Linked DNA regions of Gossypium hirsutum: region 1 is linked to region 2. The links are chromatin contacts, called in public Hi-C maps. All regions are on one chromosome and are shown on one strand. Each heading gives the region's core, a stretch centred on a gene start, on an enhancer-like site or on the middle of the called end of the contact. The rest is flanking DNA. Distances are from core to core; before and after follow the strand shown.

Region 1 (7,626 bases), core at 3,703-6,202, 510 kb before region 2:
ATTTTTGTTAAAACTCGGCCCTGATTATATATATATGAAACTCAAGCTTTGATGAAATGAGGTAAGCCAATGTGTATATATATTCTTGCTTCACAAAACCCCTTAAAACGTTTACTATTTTTCTTTATTATGCTTGTTTAGAATAATATGATATAAATAAACTAATTTTATCAAAGAAAAGAAGACGACGAAAAAGAAATTGAGATGGGTGATTTTCTTTCTAAACAGACCATCCATGGCCGCCGCACCGTTACAAGTTTCTACTTTCGGAGAGGGAAGCACTGCTTCGATTAATGATAGTACTAGTCATAATAAGCCTTCCCAACTATAAAGAAAACAATCTACAAAGCAGAAGTATGGGTTTATTGTTGATAACTTCTCAACCTTCGATCAGGTTCCCTTTTTTTTTTTCTTTTTCCTCTCAACTTGAAAATAAAAGAAAAGAAAACTAGGAAGCAGGAAGAAGTAGTGGTGACAAATGAAGCAGGAAGCAGCAGTGGCGAAGAAGTATGAAGCAAAAAATAAATTTAGTCATTAAAGATTAGGGAAGGGGAAATAGAGATCGGAAAGGGAATTAGGGATTGGGAAGGGAAAAAGGAATATGAGGAACTTGGTCTGCTGGGAACAGGGTAAAATATTTAGGTTAATAAAATCAGGCTAGGCTTGGGCTGAAAAAACTTTACCCGAAGCCTAATTTATTTTTTAAATGGGCTTTATTCTTAAGTATAAATTCAATTTTCAAGCTTATATAGGTGTACGACGCGATCGATGGACTAAGTATAATGAACAAGCGGTCAGAGGCGGGTGGGGTGGCTTTCCTATGGGTGGCATGAAGTATGTTAGTGGTTGATTATGAGGTGATTAACTGGAAGTTCATCTGTAGGGGCCTCTTAGATCATTTCTCTTGGGGTTACATATCTAACCAGAGCAGGGGTATAACAAAAATGTTTATAATTTTTATATATTTTGAAATTTTTTAATTTTAAATTACTTGCTGAGTGACATACACAACAAAATAGTAGCACGGAAATTATAATGTACTTGTACATATGGTATAATTTCTAATGGTTTTGTTAAATTGTAGTGGAAATTTTTCAATTTGATAAAAACTCAAAAGATAAAAAGGGTTCAGGATAGTAAAAAGGAAAAAAAAGCAGATGCTAAATTGACAAAAGTTATAAATGTTAGAGGTTAAACTGGTAATTATACTTCAATTTTAAACGGAATTAATGAAAGAAAAGTTATCCAATGGACTGAAAATGAGTCATTCAAAAAGTAAAGATTCAATCAAACAAAAGTAATGAATTAAATCCAAACAAATTGATAAGTAGAGGGACTATTCTTAAGATTTACCAATAAATTTGCTTGGCTTAGCTGCGTTACATTGACGCAAAGAAAAGAGGGTTTATAAGAGAGGGGCCTTTCTACAGTGACTGATAAATAAAAGAAATGAAAAAAATGAAATTTAGAAAAACACTCCGGCAGGCATCCACTGTTTGATTTTGATATTAATTTTTTCATGATTCAAAATGAACCGTTGGATAAATCCTCCTATAAATACACATTATTATTTATTATTATAAATAAGAAAAAAAGAGAGAGATAAAAAAGGAAAACCCTCTCTCAAATCTTGGCTCGCCAGTCGCCTCTCTTTCTTCTTCTGCTTCTTCTTCTTCATTCTGTTGGCTGCTGCTGCTGCTTTGGTGGCGTGATTTAGAAGCCACAACTCAATTTCATATAAAGAAAAAAAAAAGAGTGAGATGGATCCAGACGCAGTAGCCAAGGCCTTCGTCGAGCACTACTACTCCACATTCGATGCCAACCGGGCCGGTTTAGCCAATCTCTACCAGGAAGGTTCCATGTTGACCTTCGAAGGTCAAAAGATCCAGGGCTCTCAGAGCATCGTGGCTAAGCTCACCAGCCTTCCTTTCCAGCAGTGCAAGCACAACATCACCACCGTCGATTGCCAGCCTTCCGGCTCCGGCGGCATGCTCGTATTCGTCAGCGGTAACCTCCAACTCGCTGGCGAGCAGCATGCTCTCAAGTTTAGCCAGGTATTTTCTTATTAGCTCAGCCATCTACTGCTGATCTTATGTGTCACTCTTGAATTCATCGGTTATATCCTTGTGTTAATTTCACGATTCCATTTCATATTGGTGGAGTGGATCTTTTAAGTTGGTGTTTTGATCTGACTGAAGTGGGAGCGGTAATCGAAATGTTCTCTATGGGATCTTAATAATGGTCCTATCTGTGATGTTTAAGCCTTAATGCTCATCGGATTTGCTTAAGATTACAGTTCCAGGAATTGCACATTTTTCATTCATTTTGCATCTATATTGATGGGATTGGTTAAAGTAAAAAAAATGTTATTTCGGCTATAAACCCGATTTCATTGTGCATAATACGTTTTGGAAGATGTGGATTTGTTTTTGGATCCACCATCTTTCCATAGAACCTGCTCCACTTTTACTTTGTTTTGCAACCTGGAACTGCACATTTACATGTTCCTTGTCATCAATTATTTGGACCCTGTCGCTCCTGGATATTCCTCTCCTCTTGCTATAAGCGTGGTGTGGGCCGTAGTTGTGTAGGTAATTGTACTATAGACTCTGCATTCAAGAGCTTGCTTTTGTTTCATTTTGTTTATTGCACCCTTTGCTAGTACTTATTTCATTTTTATACTTGTCCTTTTCGCATAAGTGACAGAGGTCCTCTCAGTGCTCACTCTGAACAATTATCTGCCATCTCCCTTGATGTTGTTTCTTGCGACTCTACTGGATATAAAAGAAAATCCACTACCACACCCCCCCTCCTCACCTGGAGACATTGATGATTTCCTTATGGTTTATGTCTTTCATTCACGTGGAGCAAACTTATATATGTGTTTCATCTATGTTGATAGTTAAACAATGTTTATCCCAGATTACATTTTTTTTGAAGTACACATTTGTATTCAACATATTTTTGGGTATAGATATGGGGATATGAGCCTCCAAGATCCTCTAAATTTTATAACTTTAGGAAATTGAATATTCAGACATCGACATTAACACCCCAATTTGAGCAACATAGTAGTTAACTGTTTTATGTTGCCTAAAATTATGAATGCAAAGACATTATGTTTTTAATGTTATGTTTAGAAAACTAATAGATATTGCATCCACCAATGCCTTGGTTCAGTTTCATTAACAACTTTACTAACCTAGGTTGTCTTTATGTTGCATTCTGCTATCAGATGTTTCATTTGATGCCAACGCCACAGGGAAGCTTTTATGTGTTGAATGACATATTCAGGTTGAACTACGCGTGAAGACGATGATTAATCAAGGGATGGGAGTACAATGCCTGAGGATTTAAAACACGTTTTTGCCTATTTTAGGCTTAAATGAAATTTGGAATTTTGTTTTATTTGGGGGTTGATTATGTTTCGTGTTCCATTATGGTTTCCATATCTCACCATATTTCAGGGACTGATTGGTTCAGTTGGTGAAAGACGCTATCTTGTGAATTGGATGTTTTGATTGAGACTTACTTATTTTCCATCAAATGAATCAAAGATATGTATATGCAATTGTATGCCCACTGTGAATGTTCTTTCTGTTTCCTCGTATTATTTTCGTTTGAAAGGATTGAACCTTGTTCGTGCGCATAACACGGGTCTGGACCTTGGTTTTGAAACATTGGGTGGTTAATGTTGTGACATACACACGCACGTATGATTATCTTGGAATCACAGATGTATTATTGGATTAGAAAAACCGAATGAAAACAATCTTTAAAACTGAGTTAAAATTCAAAGCAAAAGAGAGTAGAATTTGGATTATTGATTGATTATAATAGATGGAATCCTAAATAAAATTATTATTTCGATACTTTGCTACTCACTTTTGAACAGAATAAACAAAAACTATGATTGGTAAAACCTTGGATGGCTCCCACTCAGTGTCCTTACCGCTGGATCCCAGATGTGGGAACTCGGGAAGTTGAAGAGAGGGAGGTGAAGCTGAAGCATCAACAAGGTGATTATAATGTTGTTGTGTAGGTTTGGCTCGACCTTTGAGCAGTGTAACAAGCCAACTTCCAACAGATTTAAAAGGGTGAGTGAGACCATTTTTAACCTGGAGAAGGAGTGATGCTTCAGAGACTTGCCAGAACAAAGTGACGACAATCATCACCGAAAGAAGGCCATGGGTTATGGTATTCTGCTTCTTTATTGCTTTAAGCTCTTTCACCAATTCTTCAACACCCATTCCCCCACATCCACTGCCATTTTCACTTTTTGCCTCTGCTTTATCATCTTCAGCCCTCGGAAAATTTAACTCCTCAACTTCATATTGCTTCAGGGTGTTATTTTCTTTTAATGATTCTAACTGTTCAACAACAGCATGACAACATTAAAAATAAATCCCAATGATGTTTAAATCAGTTCTTCAAGATGAAGAAAACCCATTTTTGATGGGGGGAATTAGAACTATGGAGTTGGCGAGTGTAATGGCATCGTAAATGGGGGTTTTGAAAACGAGGTCTGGTTAGTTCATATGAAGTTGCTCTGAATGAATGAATAATTTGGTTTTAGATTAAGATTAGGATTTTTTTTGATGTAGTGTACATACCTGAGAGAACAATCTGGAGAGGAGATGGTCATTATCGTTTTCAGAGATAGCTTTTACTGTGGTACCTTCTAAGAGTTTCTGGATTGCCTGATTGATAAGCTCAATATCTTGAGTTGATTCCATTGGTTCTCAACATGGAAATTTCACTGCTTTCTTTGTTGGAGGTGGATGAAAGCCGCCGTTAAGTGATTTTTCTTCCGCTTAGAGGTTGAACAGGTGCAATGGATGTCTAAACCCCCTAAAGCTATAACAAAGTTGAGGCCACTTGGCTATGATGTCATCTTGTCTGGCCCACTGTCCATTCTGCGAATGTTCATGAAACCCACATCCAAAACCCATTCCAAGTCCAATTATGCCTTTTTCTTTCTCCAAATCTAGTTTTTGATTTGATAAGTGGGTTTAATTTTATTAAAATTGGATTAATTTTAATTCGACTTTATTTAAACTTAAACTCAATAAATTATAATTTTATGAACTGAATCGAATCTTATTATTTATTATGCGAGTTGCAAGCCTTATTGCTTTCCCTAAGAGAAAAATAAATCCAATTGCCAACCTTATTGCTTTCCCTAAGAGAAAAAGAAAATGAACAATACAATTAGAAGGAATGATGGAGTTAAGTTCATTAAAAATTGCAGCAACTTCTCAAGGAGTATCATTTTCACCAAGCAATGCATCAATGTAGTATTTGTTGTTGGATTCGAGGATGGTATTGTGCTAGTTGTGAAGGAAAATTAGTTAAGAACCTAGCCTTAGAGCAAAGGCTTTAACCACAAGTGTTGATGAGCAACCAGTTGCGCGTTGGCTCCCAAAACTATCAAGCCTTGACTATCTCTAACAATAACAACAATGCTTGTTTTGTGGGATGAATTATTAAAGGTTGCATCGCAGTTGACTTTGAGTGATCTTGATGGTAGAGTCTAAGAAATTTCTTTCAGAGTAGTTAACTTCATGGTTGAGGTCGAAAAGGGAGATATAGCCAAGTTCTGTGAAGAACCCATGAATTCTGTGAACCATCAAGGATTCGCTTATTAGAAAACATAGGTGCGTATCCAGTTAGAGTTTATTGCTATAAATATCACAAACTGGGCCAAATTCAAATTTTTAATTTTCTACTGTGCAAGAAAACTATTTTCAAAGTAGATTTTTTCCAACATGGACGTGGAGTCCTTGATGAAGAAGGCACATGAGGCTATTATAGTGGCAGATACAAGGGTGCAGCCTGGTAATAGCCACAAAAGGAGAAGGACTGAAAGGGGCTCTTATAGTACCAATGAGAGCAGTGGCAATAGGTTGGTCTGCCGTAGGCTAGGCAAGAAACCAGTTAGCTCTAAAAGGGAGATTACTCTATCGGTCATCCCTGCTCATCCCGATATACAAACGAAGTTCGCCACTCCAATGGACTTAACTCTTTACTCCCAAAGTCCGCCTTAAGAGCCCACTCTATACCATCTTCCACCTTTACTGGCTTAAGGAAAAAAATCCCTCTTCTTCTGGTAGGGCATCAAGGTTATTCCTATGGAAGGACCTTTTCAATACGGGTCAGCATCCCTTCTCTCTACTCGAAATTAGCCAGCGAAAGGAAAGTGGTCTCCCTCAAGAGTTGAAAGAATGTACTCTACCCTTGTCCTCTAAAGCTAACCAACCATCACTAACAGAGTTGATGGACTCCTACTAGATAATGGTGGATCAATGTGGCTTTCTTGGCTGGGCCTTTCGAAAGCGTTGTAGTAGAAGTGAAGCTAGACGAGCCTAGTTAGAAATGGCCTTGGCATCTCGAGATCAAGAACTGGCTCAACTTCGACAAACACAAGAGGTTACAGCCTATCATATCCATGAGTTTGCCATGTCTGTCTCCATCTGGAAGATTAAGTAAAACTCCCAGAAAATGGAATTCGAGGATAGGGTATATCAACTAGAGAGCCAGATCAAGTTTCTGGAGGAACGACACATAGCAGACTTGGAGAGAGTGTAGAGGGCGAACAAGGAGGCCTTAGAATAGTACAAGGCAGATACCATGGCGGAGATAGCAAATTATATTCCAAATTAAGATCTAACCATATTCTACACACCCAAGTCGTTAACGAGACTTTTGATGTGAGCTAGGTGAATTTCGGCTACTTGCGCCAGTTCAACAACGTTGATCTGGGCTTCGATGTGATGAATCCTTCTGGTGCTGAATGAGAAGAGTTCCAGAAGAGGTGGAGGGAATCTCAAAACCTCTTATTATCTTTAGAACCCGAGCCAAACACTTCCGCCCCCATTGAAGAAGCCAACGATGAGGGGGAGAAACAAAGAGGAGATGGCTGATCCGTCGCTTAATCATCTTTGTACTTGTATTGGTTCTCCATTTTAATAGAAACTCTCATCTTTATTTTCCTTGTCTTTTGTTTACCACTCATCTTGCAATGATCCACCAACCAACATTTAATCTCATCACATTTATAAAAACTTAAAAGACTGAGCCAAATCTAATGTAACATGTATATAGGGGTTATTTCATAACTTTCTATGTCTAGAGGATCGATTAAACTGAAGCTCTGGTACCACTAAATTGTAACACTCTAAACCCAACCCAATTTCCGAGTCTGGATATCAGTGTCACAAATGACTTGAATAACCTAACAATTGCTAACATGTTACTCACAAATTTAATTATGTATACATATATCTATCATTTTAACAATTAACCCGTAATCAATTCCATGTTTAACGACTAATTTCATACACTAATTTCTTTTTGAAATTAGGTTCAATTCCTTTTAGTACTAAGCCTTTATAGTTATTCTTCATTGTTAGTACAAATAATGATTTACAAAATTTCCAACTCGAGTCTTTACTACAACTACACTATATTAGCCCCCGAGGTGTGGCCTCTAAGTGTGTCCCTCTGTATACATGAAATAGCTACTGTGCCCAACACTCGAATATTGCGGTGTTTGGCTTGGTCTCTCCACTTGATCCCCGAGTCTTCATCTACCCTATATACAAGCAGTAAATGTTATAAGTTCAG
Region 2 (7,374 bases), core at 352-2,851:
AAGGTACATGGAAATGGCTCATAAACAAGTCCATATCAAAAGGTTCATACATCCTTGGGAACTTACTAAAACAAGTGCTACATAATTAAAGGAAAAACGTTATGATTTGAACATATAGTTGGAAATGGCATATATTTACTCCCATGAGAAGGTGAGTCTATGGTGAGTACCACTTGCAGATGATCCGGGATGTCCGATTCGAAACACTCCATTTCCATGGAGATCAGTATTGGCACTTTGATCAGTGGCCAAAATGGTTCCTACTTGCTCCCCCTCCATTCCTAGACCTTTATATTGCAAGTTTGGGATCAAGGATGAGGTTGAGCCAGACTGCATCATAGGGCTCAAACTAATCTCCCGAGTCTCAGCCGGTTGTGATGACAGAAGAGAGAGAGCACGATTAGACTCGACGGTTCGATTTAACCCATTCAACAACATTTTCTGGCTGATGCCACCATTGCTTGATGAAGGATTAGCATTGACAAGCGGTTGACAAACAGAAACTCCTGGGTGTGATGAATTAGCACTTTGTAAGAATGAGAACTGCCTTTCTCCTTTGTAGTTGAGAGATGAGGCTCCAACGAACGAGCTATTTCGGCTGCTGAAGTTTAACGATGAACTTATATCGGTTTTGACTTTCACCGCCCCAGTCGAAGAATCGGTCATGGATGTAGTGGAAAATATTTGGGGGCTGCTGAATAGTAAATATCTACTCCCTGCGTTAAGAGTCTAATTCTTATCAAAATACATCACAAATAAGCCATTGCATGGGAATATGAAGGCATACCTGGGGGATTTGAAAGTAAGCTTCCAGAATTTACAGTCAAAGCATTAGGTTGAGGCTTTCTCCGCCGTCTGTTGTGTCCATCTAGACGCTTCCGGCAGCTTCGTTTCCCTTCGTCAAACTCCACTAACGAATGAAACCTAATAACATTGCATTCACCAGAAACAAACTCTTACCATTTATGAAACAAAATAAGCTAAGAATGAAAGCATGTGATAGAATCTTGCTAAGGAGCAAATCACATTAGAACATTTATCGATGCCATTAACTTTCATGATGCATCACAAGAGAATTTCTCACTTGATAGAATTAATTTCCATCATGAAAAAGGAGAGTTTTAGCGGAGACTAAACAGCTTTATCGATTCTAATCTCAAGATAAACAAATCATACTCATAAACCTTAAAACACAAAGGAAATACCCAAATTCGGAGTAATAACGCATTGCTAAGCAAGAATCGATCCATATAGGGAAAAAAAATCAGCAGATGAGGAGGCAATGGAAAGAAGTAAAATGATTGAGGAAAGCAAAATCTATTAAACTCCATGTTCAATCTGCATAAAGCGATTCAATTGTTACCTGCTGCACTGCTGACAAAATCGTTGTTCTTGACCCCTAATTGAGACTTTTGGGGTTTTAGAGTGGACTTCGCATACTTTATGGCGTCGATGGTAGTCCCTGCATTTGCTGAGGTCCGCAGTGCAACCATCAACCAAGCATGAAGGTACTTGGTTACCGGAACCAGGCGGCCGAGCCCTTTTAAACGAAGCAGATGACGGTGCTGATTCCATCAATGGCACCCTTCACGGTACCAATACTCTCAAATCCAACAATGGCTGGCGATTCCTAATTCACCTGCTGAGTTACAATGGACTTTAAACACCTCAATATCGCTGCAAACATTACAATGTATTCTTATTTCTTGTTCTTCAGTCCCATCACCTTAATCAAACTATAACGTAAATTCAAGCCCCTCTTAAAAACGTTCCTTAGAAACAAATAATGGGAATTAAACCAAATCTAGAAAAATGTTAAATTTCTACTTCGGAGAGTTGGGTTTTATTAAAATATATTGGGACTACAAAGTTTGTTTCCTTTTTTGGGTCATTTCAAGATGAAGAACAAGAGGAAGGGGATGATTGGTTGGGTTGGGTTGGAAACTCATAAAAATGATCCATCCATCCGCCTACTATAAGTGACTCATCATATATGACCAAATTAAAGAGTCGTTGACAATTAATACTTACTACTTAATAAGTTTAAATGGGAGAAATGAAATTTTGAATTATAACTTGAAAAAAAATTGAATGGGAATGATGGTGCAAAGTTGTAAATGTGTCAAAAGAGTCATGAACATACTTGCTATTACAATGGGAGAAGTATAAAAAGAAGTCTAATGTTGACTCTTCCATTGTCCTGTTCAGCCATGTTATTATGATTCATATAAGAGCAAAACATGACTATATTTAAAAATTTCAAGATGTTTAGCTATTTGAATGATCTTAATGACTCTCATTATCTACGTTTGTTGTTTTATAAATATATGAATATTAAAAAGAAACTTTAAAACATCATACATTTGTCAAGGAAAAGAGTGTGAAAGGAAAGGAAGGCGGTCTTAATGGTAATAGGCCCCCCAACTTTTATGATATTTAAAGTTAAATTTATAGTTTTTTTTTATAATTTTAATAGGTAACAAGGCTTTTGGGAATTGAATTTAAAAATAGGACATTGGAAATGTTGTAAACAGTGTGACATCAATGGAGTCGGCACTCGCATCCCAACCACAAGTAGCATGGAAGATATTTTTGGAAAACAAAGAAAGGCCTTTGCCACAATGTGTTTTTCTTTTTCCTTTTTATATTGAAACAAAACTCTTAAAACTTTTTAAAATCCCAATTGGGCTTAAATAATAATTCATTGGAAATGTTGAACTTGTATTGAACCCCAAAAAGAACATGTTAGTAGTTGTTTTTTTGTTCTTAGGTTAAGTGGGTATTTCCCAAAGTAGAGACTTTTTCACTTTATAAACTTGGAGCAAAGGTTGGTGAATATACTAAACCCCGTTGATTTACTAAAAAAGAGGGGCACAGCCCATATGGGTCTTTTTCAACCGTGACATATAGTTATCATTGCAACGACCAGAAGAAACCACTTTAGTTTACTATTAAATACATTTATTTAATTTTTATAAAATTGATATATACGGTTTAAAAAATATAATAAAATATTTTTTATATCACGTCTATTTTTATTTATATTTTTTAAAATTGTTTAAGGTTGAACCCACGTAAATCTCAAACAGTAACAAATGTAAATTTTATTAAAATAAATTTAGTAGATAAGTAATAAAGAGACCTAAACTTTCTCCCCTAAAACAACCCTACGATTTTTATAAACATAAAGTATAGAGTTACATCTAATTTCTTAAAAAGAATGAAGCACTTTGAATTAGTATTTTGCTTACCATATATAAAGAGGTAAGTAAAAGGGTGAAGGGGTACCTGAGAGAAATCTAACAGAAGCTGGGCACGTTCTGCAATGATAGTTTCAGATAAGCTGTGAAAAAGGAGAAAAAAAAGTTGGAACGGGAAGAAGTGTGAAGTGAAAAAAAAACTACTTTTGAGCACAAGAATAAATAGCCATTTAAGAAAGGGATTGTGAGCTTCTTAATCTATGAAAGCTAAGCTAGGGTTAATAATTTATTCAACAATGGAGATTAAGAGAGAGAAGTGAAAGTGGCAAAGGAGATGAGCATGTAAGGTTTCCAGCTTACTTTATAGGTGTAGAGAGCTTTGAAAGTTAGAAACAAGTTGCATAATAAAATGAAACTCAAAAATAATGGTTGCTGGAAAGAAAAAAAGAAACGAGTGGCAAGGAAAGTGACAGGGTGTTCTAATTGCTTTTTAAGTATCAACCTTTTATCCGGAGAGGGGAAAGAAAAAGGTACAAAAGGTTTATGTGTTGTGTTTCACTTTCCGGTTCCTATTTTATTTGTTTGTTTGTCCTTTGTTGAATGTCTTGGTTATTTAGTTTTATTTTAATTTGATTTTATCATATATTTTTAGTTTTTTAAATTATAATTTTTCTTAAAAAATATGTTTTTTTCCCAAATTCAATTTTAGGATGATTTGTTGTTGTTGTTTTATCTATTTTGAGGTGGGTAAGTTAAAAAATTAAAAAAAGTGAAAATTTAAAATAATTTATGTTTATAAAATTAGACGGTTAAATGATTAATTATGAATTTTTAAAAAGATTCTTGTATGAATTAAATTGTTTTGATTATACTTCACTATTCAATTGTATTTCAGAATTTGTTTTATTTCACATGAAAAAGCACATGCATGATTCTATTTTAAATTTTGTGCCAAAACCTGAAATTCGGTAAAATAGAAAAAAAAGATTATATAATAAAGAAAATATTAATTTGGGTATATAATAATGAGGGAGATTATATCATATTGGAACCCAATTTTGCACCTGGGAACCTTTTATCATGCCATTAACATGACTATTGGGTTCAATTTAATTTTGGAATAAATAAAACAAAATTGAAGTGTAATATTTTGATTTTCAGTGTATTAACCCATACTTCTATTGACTTGTAATTTTGGATATGATGTTTTTCTTCATCAGTAGCAGCAACAAATGGAATAATGATGGAGTAAGAGAGGGGACATTAGGCTGTCCGCTTTAACCCTAAAAAAGTCATTACCTATAAGTTTTAAATAATTCTTTTACTAATTAAAACTGTTAATGTATAAAATAATACATGTTAATTTTTTAAATATTTTTTTATAAAAATAATTATTTGATACACAAAATTTTCTAACTCCACCAAAGGAGATGAGATTTTGTATTATTTATTTATTTATATTTATTTAAATACAACTTAAATTTACATAAAAAAATCTCAAATTCACTTATGGAGTTTTAAAATATTTATAATTTATATACTAAATAATTATCTAAAAAAAAGACATATAGCCAATTTTTTTATATTAATGTATTTAATTAATATTTTCATTTTCATCTTATAATCACTATTATGTTTGTACTTTGTATCCAAATAACATATTCCACTATTAATTTTAATTGCACCGATCTAGCTATTCACTTTTTGTACGTAAGTATAATAGGTTCTTTTATCATTTAGTAAAATAGGTATCATTAAAAATTAAATTTCAGAATATACGTTGTTATAGTTACCCCAACACTTATGGGTGTCAGAGTTTAATAAAATGTATTGCACCATTAAGTTTTTTGAATCTCATTAGAATTAGAATAACTATTATGGAATTATTGAAACACCTTGACATCGGTGAGTGCCGAACTCTGTGTAGAATAATTAAATTTAAATTGTAACAATATAACTTATTTTCTTAACATGTGGATAATATTTAAAACGAACTTGACACTCATGAGTGTCTAGCTTTTTGTAAAATTTAAAAAAATTGTACATCTTTATTTGTGGTCGATTATTTGAAAAAGAAATGAATATTTAAATTGACCCGTCACCCATGAGTGTTAAGGTTCTCTTAAAACCCTACCAGAACCCTAATTTTAAAACTTATAAATAGCTCATCCAACTTATTAGTTTTTAAAAAAAACCTAAAACAATCTCATACTTAAGATTTTCGAAATTCGAACTTCCAGTCATATGGTAATGGTTGTCCCTTTATTAAGATTGAAAGTAATATATGTTGCTTAGAATGCAAAAAAAATTGGAGTATTCTTTAGTGGCATGATGTCACAATAATATGGGAATAAATTTGTCTAACGACACAATAATTCCTCACTTAATAAAATGCAATTTCTATCATGCTAGCTAAATTAGGAAAGTTACTTATGTGCCTGATAGTACTAGAAAGAACATATGTATTTCCCTACTTATTGGTTAATTTGTACCCATTTAGTTATCTTTAGCACATATTTTAATATTTTTAGTTTAGTAAATTGTATTTTATAACTCAGTGGATCAACCTATTTATCCTTAATTTTGTCATGCTTTGGTACTGTTGTTGTTGCATGAGTGTTTTCAGATTGAGCCCAGAATTGTCACCGCACTTGATAGCTGTTTGGATAACAACAAAGAAGTGTGAGCTGTCCAGTCTGGTACAACTAACTTGTATGTACAGAGGCAGCATGTTTCTGATGAAAAAGACATATGTGCTATTTGGATAAATATCAATATATTTACGTGAAAAGAGGGAAGAGAAAAGGAGGATATTCTTCAACCTTTCTTTCGAAGCTTTTTAGCTATGGCGGGTTAAATCTCCTATGGGTGAACTGACGTGAAAGGAATGTAGACTAGCTCTTGACGAGGAGCCTTGAGTGTGACACAAGAGGGAATAGAGAGATTCAAGTCGACTTGTCTAGGAATATTATTCTCCACTTGTTTCTTTTATTTTTCTTTTCTAAATGCTGGTGATTACTTTCTATTTCATGTTAGTATGGAAGTACACATGATTTCTGGATTAAATGTTATTTTATTCAATCTGGCTTCTACTGTTTAATCTTTGGGTTTGAATTTTTTAGCATGGAAGTGTTATTGCGGTCACTGACACTGGAAAGTGCAACGACAGTTCCAGCTAACAAGCATGACAACGAAAGTTGCTTGAGGATTAGAGGAATTTAATCCACTTGTTCTTAATAGTGTTCCATTGCCAGCATTGGAAGGTGTGGTTAATGTGCATGTTTAAGTCTTAGATTAAATATAGAAGTTAAGCTTAGTAAGATATTCATTGCAGTTTAATGCATTGACAATCACCTATCCTTTTTACCTTGTGAGTACTTAGCATTCTGTTGAATATTCACGTTGGGAATCCCAGTTTATTATTATCATATTTTATCTTATTGTTTTCAAGTTATTTCTTTGACAACTACTCTCAAAATTTTTCTCATTTCTATTTATTTATTGCACTGACATTGATAGACAAAAGACAACCATCCTCGTGGCATCGATATCCGACAGACTCATTTTTGTCTACTATACTTGCACCGACAGTGTACGCTTGCACATTATTACTGTGACGTTAAACAGTCGATCAGTGCCCTTATTTTTCTCCACTCTGATTGAATGATGGAGACTTGAGACCTATACATTTCATCTCCTATGTGGTGAAGTGATAGTAACGTCAGAAGATAGAGCAGTACTTATTAGCCTTCCAATGAATAGGTGTCTAGAATATGAGTTTTTGAGTACGATCTAGGGGAAATCTTTGTTTATGTGTTGGGATCGAGTACTGACCTTAAGTATGATTTTAAAGGGCATCAAATAAAGATAAAATGGTTGAAGAGCTACCTCCAGCATCTCTTAGAGAATCCAACACCTAATGATATTCAACATCATGCTAGTGTCACGGACTTAAGATTCTTGCCTCAAAATCCGTGCGGCCTTAGGCAGTTTCTTACTCCAAAACGCCTAAGTCAGCCTAACTTCCACAAAAGAAGGATTCAACAGAATTCCTCCCAAAACACAACTCAAGCGAAAGCAACTCAAAGCCAACAAGATGAAAGAAAAATGAGACAAGAACAAGCCAAGGAAAATAAGAACACAAGAGAGAAAAGTTTGAGTGAATGCTCTCAAG

What was found. Hi-C and Micro-C count contacts between places; a contact is called where the count stands out from the background.
Region 1: a contact with region 2 is called in a Hi-C map of leaf, with 2.1 times the contacts expected there. The contact joins the promoter of LOC107909854 here to the promoter of LOC107909848 in region 2. A contact is called at or near these places in 3 of 34 Hi-C or Micro-C datasets (leaf and petal).

Annotation. Positions count from the first base shown.
Region 1 is chrD02:56,273,381-56,281,006 of Gossypium_hirsutum_v2.1, reverse strand. LOC107909854 reads right to left here and starts at 4,952. Exons shown (of 2, transcript XM_016837540.2): 1 at 4,614-4,952; 2 at 3,828-4,370. The coding sequence starts at 4,736. The coding sequence ends at 3,882. It overlaps LOC107909855 (nuclear transport factor 2A), which reads left to right and starts at 1,441. Exons shown (of 2, transcript XM_016837541.2): 1 at 1,441-2,054; 2 at 3,236-3,571. The coding sequence starts at 1,761. The coding sequence ends at 3,310.
Region 2 is chrD02:55,756,968-55,764,341 of Gossypium_hirsutum_v2.1, reverse strand. LOC107909848 (teosinte glume architecture 1-like) reads right to left here and starts at 1,601. Exons shown (of 3, transcript NM_001327023.1): 1 at 1,364-1,601; 2 at 788-924; 3 at 93-716. The coding sequence starts at 1,575. The coding sequence ends at 136.